Regions from separate parts of the Mus musculus genome. Here regions 1 and 3 are each linked to region 2. Evidence: chromatin contacts called from public HiChIP or PLAC-seq data. All regions are on one chromosome and are shown on one strand. The core of a region is the stretch at or near the end of the contact, and the rest is flanking DNA. Distances in the headings are between cores, read along the strand shown.

Region 1 (2,978 bases), core at 22-2,521, 160 kb after region 2:
TGGCAGGCAGATTGGAGTTCAAAGTCATCCTGGCTAAACAGCAAGTTCAAAGCCAGTGTGAGCTCCATGAGACTCTGGGTGCTGGAATAACTTGGCTATGATCGCATACACTGCTACATGAAGCCAGGTCTGCTTGACATCATGCACCGGATAAAACCAGTCACACCTAACATGGACATTTTACCACATTACCATTCTCCCATGGTGCAGTTCAGCAACGAATGCTCTCCTGCCTACACTGCCACACCCTCATCTCCAGTCTTGACTTACATGACCTCCCCACACAAGGCAGCTGCTCCCCCTGACCCCCCAGTACACCGCCATCCAGATCCCCACAGGAGCACACAGGACTGCTGTGCTAACCGAGTCAGCAATCTCTAAAGTTGAGACAGCGATTTGCTCACCAAACCGGTAACACTATTTACCAGGACAACTTTATGCAAAACAACGGCAACATCTATAGAGAACTCACCAGACAACGAAGCTGTTTTTATTTTTATTTTTGAGGCAGGGTCTCGCTATGTAGACCAGGCTAGTCTGAAATCTTTCCGCCTCTGTCTCTTGAGTCCTGGGATTAAAGGAATTTGCCACTACATCTGGCTATTTGCCTGCCTGCCAGCCTGCCTCTCCTCTCCTCTCCTCTCCTCTCCTCTCCTCTCCTCTCCTCTCCTCTCCTCTCCTCTCCTCTCCTCTCCTCTCTTCTCTTCTCTTCTCTTCTCTTCTCTTCTCTTTTCTCTCTCTCTCTCTCTCTCTCTCTCTCTCTCTCTCTCTCTGATTTACTTTATTTTTAAGATCCTGTATACCCGTGTGTCTCTGTTGAGCATGTGTCCTTGAGTGTAGACACCCATGCTCTCCAGCCATCATGTAGCTGCTAAAAACAGACCTTGGATCCCCTTCCAGAGCAACCCGTGTTAACTGCTAAGACATCTCCACGGCCCCAGCGGTTACTTTCTTATGTGTGAAATGAGGACATTGATGGTCTCTCTGCTTCTAAGTCTAAAATCCAATGATCTTGCTTATTTCTAATCCAACTAAAAACAAAGGTTAATTTCCTTTTCAGAAAGACACACACCTTTTATCCCAGCACTGGGGAGTTTGTGGCAGCCTGGTCTACACAGCAAGTTTTAGGCCAGCCAGGGATACATAGGGAGACTCAGAGTTAAGAACAAAGCAAAACAATAAAAAGATTAATCACTCTAGTTGGGCACTGTGCTATCCCGCTGTACTAACTGCAGCAGGTGATGCTGGGAGGAGGGTGGATCCTGAAACTTGAGACCTGCTAGAGCTACGTGTGAGATACTATTTAAAAATGGGGAGAGGCGGGGGCTAGCTCAGCAGGGAAAGGCGGCTGCCAACCAATCTGTTAACTGAATTCAACCCGGCAAGGCTGAAGTCGAGAACTGACTCGGGAAAGTTGTCCCCTGACCTCCACCCACATGCCAGGGCACACATACATGAACATAATTTTTAAATTTCAGAAGAGGGGGTGGGAGGCTGGTAAGCTAGCTTAGGTGCTTGCTGCCAAGCCCGATAACCTGGGCTCAGTCTCCCAAACCCACAAAGGTAGAAAGAGAAAACAACGTCGGCAATTTGTCCTTGACCTCTGGCCTCTACACACACACACACACACACACACACACACACACAGAGAGAGAGAGAGAGAGAGAGAGAGGAGAGAGAGAGAGAGAGAGAGAGAGAGAGAGAGAGAGAGAGAGAGAGAGAGAGAGAGAGACAGCACCAGCAGTGTGGTTCCGACTTATTCAACACAGCTGCCTGTAGTAGGTTGGGCTGGACAGGGCACCCTCAGGGAGTCCATAATCTCTGAAGTACCTGGGTCTTACTGAAATTTCCCACCCTTTGCCTGACCCTGAACATGAGGAAATAAAGTGTGTGCAAAGTCACCCTACAAACTGCGAAGAACTGTGACTCACCGATCAATCATAATCAAATAAACAATCCTAAGTTCCATGAACCCATCAGCCCTGGAAGGAAGAACTCGCTACTCTTCTGAACGGACAGACTGTTCATAGGCTCAGACTATGTTTGCTGCTTTGTACCAGGATAAAACCCGGTTGACTTAGCCGAGGTCATTTGTTCTGAGCCAACACCCTGGGGCAGATGCCACGTGGGTGAAGGGTACTTACTCTCTTCCTGTGCACCGACGAGAAAAAGGGAAAGATTATTACTGTCTTAAATTCTTTTACTCCTTGGTGGGGATGATACCAGGATTGAATGAAGGGCCTTGAAGCACCTAAGGAAACATTCTTCCCCTGGGGGACACCCTGGCTCTACACAAACGTTCATCATCTTAAACCAAAAAAAAGGGGGGGGGGCTGGAGAGATGGCTCAGTGGTTAAAAGCACCGATTGCTCTTCCGAAGGTCCTGAGTTCAAATCCCAGCAACCACATGATGGCTCGCAACCATCCGTAATGAGATCTGACGCCCTCTTCTGGTGTATCTAAAAGACAGCTACAGTGTACTTAGATATAATAATAAATAAATCTTTTTTTTTTAAAAGCAAAAATATTTTTTAAAAAGTACAAATTAGTTTGACTTATTTATTTATTTATTCATTATTTATTTATTTATTTATTTATTTATTTATTTTTGAGACAGAGTCTCACTCTGTAGCCCTAGCTGGCCTGGAATTCAGAGATCTCACTGGTTCTGCCCCCCAAGTATTGAGATTATCCGTGTGTGTCAGCAAAACTGGCCCAGGTTTGGATATTTATTCTATTCTACTACTTGGAGAAAGAAATATTATACCAGAGACATTTCAAGCAGTTTTTAGAATGATATTTTTTTTATATAGACAAAACCTGCCTTATATATTTTGACTATCTCTAGAATAGTATAGATTGCTTTGCCGTCTCTTATCAGCAATCTTCTGATTGTTAATCTATTGGCTTTCTTCAGTGTGTCTTAGGTCCCACCCAATGTTTTTTTTTGAAAATAGGACTTTCCTTAAAAACATACT
Region 2 (2,986 bases), core at 128-2,627:
CTTAGTTTATGTTTTACCCTCCGTCTTTGCTGTGGGGAAGGTAGACTTCTGCCAAACTCGTGAAGATTTTGCTGGCATTATAAAAATTAGTATGTTCAAAAATGAGGACTAAGAACCAAGTTTTGGCACCTTTGACTAACAATACAGAATAACAAATATTTTTGTAAACCATGATTGCAAAACAATGATTGAAATCAAATACTTTTAGGTAATGGTCTGTATGGTGGGTGGCTCTGTCCTTGACCTTCACCCTCCTCCTAACTTGGATGTGATCGAACTGGAAAAGCTGTTGTACCCTGCGTGGGTTCCTGTCCATTCCAGGCTTTCTGTTTTGGTGGGAGGCTTGTTAAGGTTCTATTTTAAGCCAGCTTTGTCTTGTTTTATATCCCCATCGGCTGTCTTTGAAGGGTTTCATATTTCCCCTTGGCCTAGTAGTTCATTATTTTTGTTTGTTAATACTATCATTAGAAGGACAGAGGAGAACCACACACCAGCAGACCATTTTCATTTCTGGAAATCGGAGCAATAAAAAGACTTTTTTTATATTGTAAAATGGAATTATTGCTCATGCTATAAGGGCTTCCAGTTTTTCAAATATGAACCAGGCCATTGCTTCCATGGCATGAAAACTTGAGTTGAAAATGTTCTGAGTCATAGGCTGTTTAACCATGCCTGCATGTCAGACAAGCTTGAAGATGTGTCTATTCCTGAGCCTCTCCTTAAAGCAGGACAATTACTACCAGACCCCTGACTCCCACCCCCACCCCCAGGCTGCTAGTCCGTTTACTGTAACCAAACACTTGAGATCGTTTATACAGAGAACGGGTTGTTCTGGCTCACAGCTGTAGATGGTCAACTCAGTAGTCAAGTGTCCCTCTGCTCTGAGCCCGCAGTGAAGTGTACGTTGCAGCAGGCATGTGACGCAGAGTGGATGCTTAGCTCATGACCAGGATGCAAGAAAGGATGGAGTTGGGAGTCTCACTCATCCTCCAATGATGTGAAGACCTTCTAGGAAGCTTGGCCACGAGGGTCCCACCATTCCCAACGATGCCACCATGAGGACCAAGCCTTTAACAGATGGCCCTTGGAGGACATTCTCAATCTGAGCTACCGCACAGTTTGAAGGGGGTCCTGGTGAGTCCAGCCTGATTTCGGCTCTGCCCCTTTACTCAAGCCCGCCTCTGCCAGCAGGGATCCCGGGCCCTCCAACCGGTCAGGTTTCTGTTCAAGTTCTCCTTCCACGCTGTCCCACACTGTCCGTTTAGTTGAAGCTGGAGTATACACTACATCTCCTCCAGGATTTCTACCTTTAGCACGGTCTCTGCAGTGGCTACGGCTCCTTCCACTGTGACCCATGACCTTAAGGACAAAGGCTTTGGGACCGCCCTGCTTCCGGTGGCTGAGGCGGCTCTTTTTACATGCTTTACGTTAAGAATTTTGTCAGCCAGGCGGTGGAAAAACGAATTTTTGTGGAATTCTTAAATTTCATGGAATAGTTCTTAATATTCTGATAGATGTGGAGCTCTAGAAAATGTGCAGCGTCTTATGTGGCTCTGTGTGGCATATGCCCACATAGAACCCCCCATTCACCCCAAGACCAGGAGGGCTGCAGGTAAACTGCTATTCTAAACTCCTGATTATCAGAGCTGGTCTTTGCAACCAACTTCACTTCAGGCAGTCTCACTGACCCTGCCGCAGGAAACCAGATCTCAGTGCAGGTTAAAGACGCAAACCTGAGCCAGTGAGACAGCTCAGCGGTACAAAGCAATCGCCACACAAAGACAGAAGGAGAGAACCAACTCGCAGGAGTTGTCCCCTTTTCTCTGCATGCACGTGCATGTACAATGCATATCCCCTGTCATGTACATGCACACACAATAATAAGTAAATTCTTAGAAAAATTAAATGATGTCATAAGAGTTAATGGCCTAATCAATCCCAAACAAAAATCCTGGGTTAGCTGACTGAAAATACATGTTTTAATTACCTTTATTTATAAATTAAAAACAATTGACAGAATTGTGGACAGACTGTTGAAAACATTAAAAGAAATTATTTAATCCTTTAAGTGTGCAATGGATTTTTCTGAAATAGACATTTGGGGCATAAATCAATAATTGTATTAGGGTGTATTTAGGGTGTGTGTGTGTGTGTGTGTGTGTGTGTATGTATGTGTATATATATATATATATATATATATATACCATAAAGCAGTTAAACAGCTAAATATTGGATCTGTTCCGAACATGCTTAACTGTAGTACAAACAAACAAACAAACAAAAACCTGCAGCAAAATATCTGAGACTTGAGCTGACTCCAGTTGCCATGTGCTTGGGGTGACTATAAACCGGTTCCGAGTGGTCTCTGGCTGGACCCTCCAGCCCTGTGCTGATTGCTTCTAACTGAAGAGTGCGGATTTGGAGTTGGGAAGCAGAGGGTGTGCAAGCTGCCCTGGTCCCCTTCTTGGAAGGCTCCTGTCTAGCGGAGTTTCTACCCTGCTGACACAGGCCCAACAGGTTAAATGAGGCACGGTAGGTGCGGTAGCGATTCGGAGGGAATGGGAACAAGCTGGCAGAACTTCAACCCAGCCCAGTCCTGTTCAGAGGCCTTGTGATCGCTTAGGTCTAGGATGAGTCTTGTTCTGAGGTTGAGGGAACCTCTTTTGTGCAATAACACAAGCCCAGCAGGGCCTGGGACTTGAGGAGTGAAACACATGTGCGTTTGTTTTTGCTAAGACTAGCTAAGAACAGTATCCTTTAGGATACACCGAGACTCACAGAATAATTATTAGAGTTAAAAAAAAAAACCTGATCATCTTGTTCAGAAACTGCAAATGTGCAACCTCAGGTCAGACATGTTAAGCCTCCATATATTTTTTAAAACTTGAAATTGTCAACATTTAATTTTAATAATATACACTCCAGGGCTGGAGAGATGGCTTAGCTGTTAAAAGTGCCTGCTGCTCTTCCAGAGGACCCGTGTTTG
Region 3 (3,218 bases), core at 300-2,799, 210 kb before region 2:
GCGAGCGAGCGAGCGAGCGAGAGAGAGAGAGACAGAGACAGAGAGACAGAGAGACAGAGACACTAGGGCTATATTTGCACATCCTCTCTAAGAACCTAGATGAAAGAGAGCGAGCGAGCGAGAGAGAGAGAGAGAGAGAGACAGAGAGACAGAGAGACAGAGACACTAGGGCTATATTTGCACATCCTCTCTAAGAACCTAGATGAAAGAGAGCGAGAGAGAGAGAGAGAGACAGAGACAGAGAGACAGAGACACTAGGGCTATATTTGCACATCCTCTCTAAGAACCTAGATGAAAGAGAGCGAGCGAGCGAGCGAGCGAGAGAGAGAGAGACAGAGACAGAGAGACAGAGACACTAGGGCTATATTTGCACATCCTCTCTAAGAACCTAGATGAAAGAGAGCCAGCGAGCGAGAGAGAGACAGAGACAGAGAGACAGAGACACTAGGGCTATATTTGCACATCCTCTCTAAGAACCTAGATTCTGAATCCCCTTAACGTCACCCTCTGCTTCAAAACAACTCCATTTCTTCTTTCTAACCTTCTAGCGCTTTCAGTTCCGGTTGGTTCCCTGCTGAGAGCATCAGTCTGCTCACTCTTCTCTCCTCGGCTGGCCTCTGCACGTGGCCAAATGCACACCAAGCTCTGTAGAGCTTCAAACATCCAAACAGTGATGACGAAGTCGCCGGAGGCTCGAGTTAAAGGGCTTTAGAAACTACAACACAAACGACCTTGGCAGAAGGCTAACTTGGTTCAAGGCAAATGATCAAGAAATGAAGACCCAGATGTGTGTGGCCTGAGATGCATGGGCTTCGCCTCATCTGCTCCACTCTGAGAATAAACCAAACCTACATCTTCCCCATGTGGGTTAACAGGCTTCCTAAGTGGCGTCTGCTACTCGCTCAACCCGGACTACAGCTCCATTAGGCTAACAGCTCTTTCATTCCCAGTTCCAGTTGACCACGAGACGCTAAAGCTACCATACTTCTCTCTCCTTACCATCCCCATCGTTGCTTTAGAACAAGTACTATAAAGAACACTGGGTGGAGAAACAAAAACAACATTTGTGTCCCAGATGTTACACCTGTTCTGCGTGACCTTGAACACCCCCTCTTTCCAAGGACTCTGTATCGCCATCTGCAAAATGGGTAGGTTGGTGATGTCCTCGTGGTCCCAACCTTCTCTCCTCGGGCTCCTCTCAGGGAGACACAAACTAAATCTCAGCTCCTCCTACGCCCACCTCCCCCCAGGCTGCTCGCATTCCAAGGCACTGCATCCTTACCTCCCACGCCGAGGTTAACCTTGCGGGGATCTGGATCATCCCGGAAGTCCGCAGTGAGCTTAAAGACCAGAACCGGAGGAGCTTGCGGAACCTGGGCAAAGACTGATGGAGGCGCCATCGCGACAGAATGTGCCGAGACCTCGAGAACGAGCCGGGAGCAGCTCTGTGCGGTGCGGGGTCCGGTGACTGGAGGAGACTCTCACCTTCGCCGGCGGGCGGGGCAGCCCGCGGCTTCCAATGGTCGAGCCGCGTCCGGAGCTTGGCAACGCGCTTAACCAATCACAACCTTCCGACTAAGAAGGGTTAGGCGGGGCAAGCCTCTACTAGCCAATTCGAGAAGAGGATCTTATCGGAGGCTTGTATGATGCAACCAATGCAATGTACACCGGAGGAGGTGTGGGCAGAGGCTAGGATGATTGGCGTAGCGTGTTCCAATCGCTGAGGCTTTTATTCCTTGGGGTGATGAGGATGGTGCGGGTGGCGGGAGTCCCCAGAGGACAACCTCCTGACCTTCTGGGGCCTGGAGACCTGGGGCGGTGGCCCGCCCGTGGGGAAAGCAGAGAACAGGTCTTTCTGTACCCGCTGAGCAGGTGACTGTCGCCGCCAGGCTCCGGCGGTGCGCACGTTCCTGCGTTGGCCAGGCCCGGCTGACAGCCAAGTGTCTGGCACAGGACTCTAGTGGTCCGCTTGGACACACTGTACCCAATCGTGGGTGACCTTGACTGTCTCCACTCAGTGCTTCCCCAGAAAGAAACCTGGATGTGTTGTCTTCCTTGATCGCTGGCAGGGGAGACCCTGCAGAAAGTAAGGGATGAGCACATACTAGCTTGAGAATTTTAACACCAACCCCCAGCCCCGGTAGATAACCGGGGCCGGGAAAGCCTAGCCCTAAAGGACCTTGAAGGATCTAGCGAAGCCTCTCTCTGCAGCATTCCTCCCACGCGTGCTGTCATCATCGATTGGCACACACCCAAACTGCTGCTTCTTTCTGTCAGGTCAGGCTGCTCCTTCCCCTGAGAGTCTATTTCTGTCCAGATCCTTTCTCCACCTGTTGACCTTGAAGATTTCACATCTGTCAGCCATCCATAAAACCTCTTAACACGCTGTTTGGTTAGACATCTCTCTTTCCTGTACTTGGGCGTTTTGTTGTCGACGTTACAAGTTTAGAAAGCCTCCTGATGAGTAGGAACCTAACTCTGGAGCCAGGCAAGTTAGGTTTAGATGCCGGCTGACTCTGACCTACTTGGGCAGGCCTGTTCCTGCTCTGTAAGATGGAGATAATAGTGTTTTCCTCCAGGTTGTTGTGGGGATTAGGTGAGTTAAGACACATAAAGTGTTTAGTTGCATACAGTAAGTGCTCTCTAAATACTAGCTTTGTTATGGCGCAGGGTCCACACCCCCTCCTAGATGGCATGATGCTTTGCCTGGGATCTGGCAAACCTCCCTCCGTTTCTTCCACTACATATTCACCCAATGCTGGAAGGCGCCAATTCCTTGGTATTTTGCGAGAAAACAGCATCATGGCTTCCTTTGGGTAACATGATAAATCTTCACGAGTTTTCGGTTCAGAGGATAAACAAAAGCCATCGAACTTTGAGCACTACTTGCTAAGCTTTTCTGTCTTTTTCTTTCCAGAAACATCGCCTTGTTTTTGTTTTGTTTTGTTTTTTTAAGGAAACTGCCCAAAGCATTTCATTAATGTTTTCCCCTAAGAGTCACAAGCTAATACGGAAGGTCCATCGGCTGTGCACTTTGAGTACGTCCAAAAATCACAGCCGAAGGGCAACTGGGGAGGGGTGTTCTGCAACCTAGCCTTCCTAGAATTTAATTTAGAAGTGTCGTCTTCACAACGTTAGGCAACAATGTCATGGTCACTCCCTGCGTCATTCCCAGGGAGAAAAGCAACCCTAGGTTACCTAAACACTGTTGGTTTGGC

The links. HiChIP or PLAC-seq counts read pairs in DNA pulled down with a chosen protein or histone mark.
Region 1: a contact with region 2 is called in an H3K27ac HiChIP or PLAC-seq map of embryonic stem cells, with 7 read pairs. The contact joins two enhancer-like sites. A contact is called at or near these places in 2 of 115 datasets of contacts at active chromatin or transcription factors (embryonic stem cells and extraembryonic endoderm stem cells) and 2 of 9 other capture datasets (adipose tissue and pancreatic islet).
Region 3: an H3K4me3 HiChIP or PLAC-seq map of embryonic stem cells shows a contact between it and region 2, with 3 times the contacts expected there. The contact joins the promoter of Got1 here to the enhancer-like site in region 2. A contact is called at or near these places in 5 of 39 promoter capture datasets (the C10 cell line, embryonic stem cells, frontonasal cranial neural crest and 2 more), 1 of 484 Hi-C or Micro-C datasets (stem cell-derived primordial germ cell-like cells), 4 of 115 datasets of contacts at active chromatin or transcription factors (bone marrow-derived macrophages, craniofacial prominence and embryonic stem cells) and 4 of 9 other capture datasets (adipose tissue, embryonic stem cells, liver and 1 more).

The regions. Positions count from the first base shown.
Region 1 is chr19:43,892,995-43,895,972 of GRCm38.p6, forward strand. All of the region lies in intron 4 of Dnmbp (dynamin binding protein), which reads right to left. Among named protein-coding and RNA genes, the nearest start is that of Gm50217, 26 kb to the right of the region's middle. Within about 2 kb of position 1,272, at least 63 of the 459 cell types and tissues checked have an H3K27ac peak or open chromatin away from gene starts, as enhancers often do. A contact at or near this core is called in embryonic stem cells, where this site is marked.
Region 2 is chr19:43,733,149-43,736,134 of GRCm38.p6, forward strand. It overlaps Entpd7 (ectonucleoside triphosphate diphosphohydrolase 7), which reads left to right. Exons shown (of 13, transcript NM_053103.5): 13 at 1-705. Cox15 (cytochrome c oxidase assembly protein 15) reads right to left here. Exons shown (of 9, transcript NM_144874.4): 9 at 106-2,986. Among named protein-coding and RNA genes, the nearest start is that of Cox15, 18 kb to the right of the region's middle. Within about 2 kb of position 1,378, at least 4 of the 459 cell types and tissues checked have an H3K27ac peak or open chromatin away from gene starts, as enhancers often do. A contact at or near this core is called in embryonic stem cells, where this site is marked.
Region 3 is chr19:43,523,056-43,526,273 of GRCm38.p6, forward strand. Got1 (glutamic-oxaloacetic transaminase 1, soluble) reads right to left here and starts at 1,550. Exons shown (of 9, transcript NM_010324.2): 1 at 1,283-1,550. The coding sequence starts at 1,400.